Linked DNA regions of Danio rerio: region 1 is linked to region 2. Evidence: chromatin contacts called from public Micro-C data. All regions are on one chromosome and are shown on one strand. The core of a region is the stretch at or near the end of the contact, and the rest is flanking DNA. Distances in the headings are between cores, read along the strand shown. Region 1 has its middle 12 kb from the start of rhobtb1. Region 2 has its middle 19 kb from the start of ank3b.

Evidence for each region. A called contact is a pair of places that touch in the nucleus more often than the background predicts.
Region 1: a Micro-C map of caudal fin shows a contact between it and region 2, with 14 times the contacts expected there. The contact joins two enhancer-like sites. A contact is called at or near these places in 3 of 18 Hi-C or Micro-C datasets (caudal fin, embryo and an unstated tissue).

What each region holds. Positions count from the first base shown.
Region 1 is chr12:8,529,438-8,532,196 of GRCz12tu, forward strand. No RefSeq gene overlaps it. Among named protein-coding and RNA genes, the nearest start is that of rhobtb1, 12 kb to the right of the region's middle. Within about 2 kb of position 1,339, at least 6 of the 62 cell types and tissues checked have an H3K27ac peak or open chromatin away from gene starts, as enhancers often do. A contact at or near this core is called in caudal fin, where this site is marked.
Region 2 is chr12:8,424,116-8,426,815 of GRCz12tu, forward strand. No RefSeq gene overlaps it. Among named protein-coding and RNA genes, the nearest start is that of ank3b, 19 kb to the left of the region's middle. Within about 2 kb of position 1,311, at least 45 of the 62 cell types and tissues checked have an H3K27ac peak or open chromatin away from gene starts, as enhancers often do. A contact at or near this core is called in caudal fin, where this site is marked.

The DNA.
Region 1 (2,759 bases), core at 89-2,588, 110 kb after region 2:
CAAGGTGCTTATGTTAAATGCTTAGTCTGTCATTTACATTAATAACTTATTATATTTTAATTTAATTTAATTCAATTTCATGAGACTTTTCATGATTATTTTAATATGTATGTGGCTCTGATGAATCTCTGTGACTTTGATTTTATCATAATTAAGGAAAGGTTGCTTATTTATACTAGTAGTGTGCCTTAATATTATCATAATTATTATTATTTAATTATACAAAATGTACTTTTAGAAATGTTCAATTATCTATTAAAGATAAATGTGTATAATAATAATAATAATACATATTATTATTTATTTAATATAATTTGCATCATTTATTATTATTACTGTTATTATTATTATTATTATTATTTGCATTTTATATCGATTACATAATTTATTATAATTATTATTTTATTATTATATGATTGTATCACATGGGCTTTGTTAACAAGTCAACATCATTACATTTATAAATGAGCAGTGAATAACATTTTTATTACATGTATGAAATCTTTTAAAACAGTGTATAAAATTACAACTGCTCACTGATAGTCAGAAATATCAAATAATATTAACAGATACACCTTTTGCCTTATTATCATTAGTATTATTTATTATAAAGAGCAAAAAGAACATCATATGCTTTCAAGGAGTGGGCGGGTCTGCAAGCCACCATCCAAAACACCTTAGCAGCACACAAAACCTCTTCAACTACCTTAACAACAGCCTAATAAGTACTGTAATTCTTCAACATCTGATTAAAACACATTGACACGAAATGAAAACCAACACCAGTCCAGTTGTAAGTTTCGAATGTGGTACAGAAAATGCAAAAATACAGTAGGTATGATTATTATATGAGTGCACAAACATAATCTGGTTGTCAGGTAGTATGTGCTGAAATTTGTAAGTTGTCACCTGAAGCACGAAATCATTCACAACGTGACGAATCCGTCAACAAACGATAACAAATCGAAGTCTGTCACAGAAGAACGCGCTCGTCAGAGAACTCCCGCGAAATATGCAAATACGCGCTCACCTTTTTAAAGATACACTTCACGTTTATTCAAACCAGCCAAAACCGTTTAAAAACATTTACCACAACAAAAAAATATATATCAACACTGACTGAATACTACATACCAACCATACCGTGACTTTCACAGCTGTCACGCAACTGTCTTAAGCAACAGACGGACTCATATCCCCATTAAAGTTTTTGTTAATAAGAGAAAAAGAATAGAGAGTTAGATTTAAAGGTCAAGTGTGAACGTCCCCTTACCTGTGCAGAATCGTTTTCACCTGTGTCGACGGTGGCCATGTTGAAGATCCCAAAGCAACTGTACACATTGACAAATATGCCTCAGTCAGTGTGCGGCAACTTCCTGCTCTGGCCATTGGCTCTGTTCCTGAAAAAAATATGTATGCCATCATGCAATAACTGACTAGAAGTTTCCAGGTACATGGCGAATGCTTTCGAGAAAGTATTATGTTGGAATAACAAACGGCAGTGCTTTTAATCAAGGGGTTGATGTTTTTATCTTTCTTTGTGTTGTGGAGTTAGGATAGAGTCACCATTGAAGAATACCAAATTATTAATGTAATGTAGCATAAATAAATGTGATAAGAACACTTTACAGAAAAAAAAATACATAAACAATATATGTGGGCACAATTTTACATCTGTCCGGTAGTGAATTGAGGCCACAGACTGTTTTGAAGTCATGCGTCTTCAATTGTGTCTTCGTTAATGTTGCTTTTTTAATAATAGTGGTCAGGGCTATCATTTAATATTATCTCAAAATCACTTTGCAGAATTTTTGTTTTGTTGTAAGTTAACTTTAGCAAGAATATACAATGAAAGCTAATAAAATGAAACTTTAAGAACTGATGTATTGGGATTTGAGCTGAAGTTGTTTTTATACAGAACACAAGATGGCGCCCTTGTTAGACATTTCAAAGGGATAACATTTAGATTGACTCTTTTGCTGTAGTATTATTATTATTATTAGTGTGTGTGTGTGTGTGTGTGTGTGTGTGTGTGTGTGTGTGCGTGCGTGCGTGCGTGCGTGCGTGCGTGTGTGTGTGTGTGTGTGTAAATCATAGGCCTACATTGACAATCAAGGGGGTCAACTTTTTTGGTACACTGTAAAACTTTATCAAGTGAAATGAGTGTAGTTAACCCAAAATTGACAAAGTTAATTCTACTCATTTGAAAAGAGTTTTGAACTCAGTGTTGAAGGTGAGTCAATTAAATACCTCATTACTTCAACTTAAACAGAGTAGGTTCACAGTACTCATATAGAGTAGTTTTTTTTAACTCAAATGGTTTGCAGCAATCAGTTTCCTCAAACAGTTTGAATTGCCTTAACTTATTGGGTTTTGCATAACTCAGTTGGTTTGAGTTCTCTTCATTTATTGGGTTTTACTGTGCTCAAATTGCTTCCTTACTTAAATGGATTAAGTTCACAGAACTCATTAGAATTAGTTTTTGAACTTAAATGGCTTGTTGCAATGGGTTTCCTCAAATGGTTTAGGTTACCTTAACTTATTAGGCTTTACAGTGTAATGTTACAGTAGTTTGTGTAATATAAGCTACAGTCATTAACATATTTATTTCAATTACATCTAATTTATTAATAAAGTGTATTTAAGTGTTTGGTGTTTTGAGGGATATATAGTGTCTGACCTACAGTATCATTTGATTAGTTATTTCAGAGGTTACTGGTTATTAATTCTAAGAGTTATTTATTTAACCCAATGGTTGA
Region 2 (2,700 bases), core at 61-2,560:
TCTTGCAGGCACGTGCACACATAGGGCTCAACCTGTGCAGAGCACATGCCCTTTTTAGTCTTGGATAGAAAGTGCCCTTCCAAAATGATCAAAAGTGCCCCCGCGACGCGACACACCCTCGGTCCCACCCTTCAGCAACAACACAGCTGATCAGAACGCGCGCGAAAACACCGCTCTTTAGTACGCGCGCGACAACCCCCAACCCCAACTATTTATCACTATTAAAGAGCTGACCCCCCCCATGCATCTTGTTTTGACTTCCTTCATGGGGATTAAATGTTAAATAGAGGGGTCAATCCCCCCCCAACTCCCCAGTAATTCGCAACCTGCACTGAAAAAAAACTATTCAAAGATGATTCATTGGATTTACTCTTTTTTTTTTTTTTAATAGGGTTGTAAACAATTTATTTGGGTTGAATTTAAACATAATATTACTAAATATAAATTGTTTGTTTAAATCCAACTCATATAAATTGTTTGCAACAATTTTGCAGACAGAATTCTGTGCAACTCCTTTTTTCAGTGCGGAATTACTAAAACTGAAACTAATACGAAATGTGTTTACAAAATAAAAAATAAACTAAAGAGAAAAAACCTATTAATAAAGTGAACCCAAACTAATCTGAAATTTACAGCAAATGTTTAAAAATATAATCGAAAATAAAACTAATTTGAAAACACAAAACTATACTAACATCCTTGATCTGAAGACAAGAAGCCTCAGATATCTGAACACATGACTAACAACTGCCCAGTCAACTGTGACAAATCTTCATCAAACTTTAAACATCCACCAAAAAAATGTGAAGTTTTTCACAATCCTTCCAGAATCACACTAATTATACATAAACATATCAGTTTAAAGTGACGGGGTAAATATTTTTACAGTGAAACATCTAGAGAAGAACGCCTAAAGACTGCAGAGGCGTCAGTCCAGCTGATTTCTGTGCAAATTCTACTGAAGCTGCATTTAAAGTAGGTCAGACTGAGAAAGACTCTGAATAGAAAATGTCCCGGGTATTTCTGCATGACACTGTGCAGGTCTGCGGAAAAAAAATAAAACTAGAGCCGCAGCCAATGTCTCTCGATGAGATAAACTACATTCACGTCAGCACATCTGTATGGCAACAAACCCTCAGTGGATTATGTTTCGATGATATGTGATTAAATCAGATTAATCTGACTGCAGCCAGGTTATTATGCTTATTTAAAAAAACATAGGTCTTTAAATATCCGGTACTGGTATGACAAAGCATGTTACTGAGGCCAAATTCATATGAATACAATGACATCATCATAACATGTTAAGCTCCACCCACGGGGAGTGATGCAATAATCAAATGGCATGAATGACAGCGTTTCTGTTCATTCTAACTATATGGTTATGGTTATGGTATACTATATGGCTATATGTAGTTGTGTATACTTGAATAACTCATAAAGGAGTATTTTCATATCACACTTGCTACAGTACATTCCAGAATTGTCCGTGTTTTTCTAACGAGAGCGAGCTATCCAGAGCTGTAACAAAGACGAGTCTGCGTCTCTGGCTCCCTCTATTGGACGACTGGAGAAACGCATCATTATATGACGAACAATGAAAACAAAAGAACTGCACACGCCGTTTCATATCCAAAGGGTGTTTTGGCAGCAAGTGTACATGCAACTGATAACGCTAATGAAACACCGAAAACCCCATCAGCAGTATATTTTGCTCCTAGTTCACTTCATACTGTTCGAGTTGTTGATGTTGCAGTTTAGATCTATGATCCGAATTCATATTTATGTTGACAAATTTTCATATAAGCGTACACATTTAAGGAATATTGCTTAGCATATTTGCATATGTTGGCTTTTCTTCATAAAAAAACATTGTATGGGTGACTCAACATGTTAACTGAGTTATTAAGTCCTGTTTTGGAGGAATTAGTAATAGTGTAAATTATAAATAGGGATAAAGATAATGATAAAATAAATGCAGTGTGCTGAATAGATACACAATGTTACACTAAAAAAATAAATGCATAATAAATAAATAAAAATATTTAAAAAAAAAATCAATAAAAATAATAATAAAAAAATAAATAAATAAAACCAGTCATTTTCATATGGCTCCAATAATAATGCACAACATAATCCTTTTCATTGCAAAGTTCTTTTATGATGCAAAAGGATGAAATAATATCATAAATAAATATACAATTATTCTGCAGATGTGCTCAGTTGATATATTAAAGTTTTATGGCACTTATTAACACGTATTAATTAAAATGTTAATTAAAATTATTATTTGTCAGCAAGGTATTACTTTTTCAACTTAACTACCAACTTAATGTCATAAAACTATCTAAATGGCTCTGAAAATAATCCACAAAGCCTTTTAAGCTTCTTTAAAGTTATTTTTATTGTTGTTGTTATTATTTTTGATATTAATATTAGTATAATTCTCCTTTTTCTTCTTCTTCTTCTTCTTTATTATTTTAATGTAATACCAAAAAATCCTTTCAAGAACAGTTTGAAAAAAAAAACAACTTTAAATATCCATTAAAAACATAAATTAGTATAATTTAAAGCATGTTTTGGTTACTGTGGCTATTAATATTATTATTATTATTATTATTATTATTATTATTATTATTATTATTATTATTTTAATGTAATACCAAAAAATATTCCAATAACAGTTTTAAAAAAGTCTAT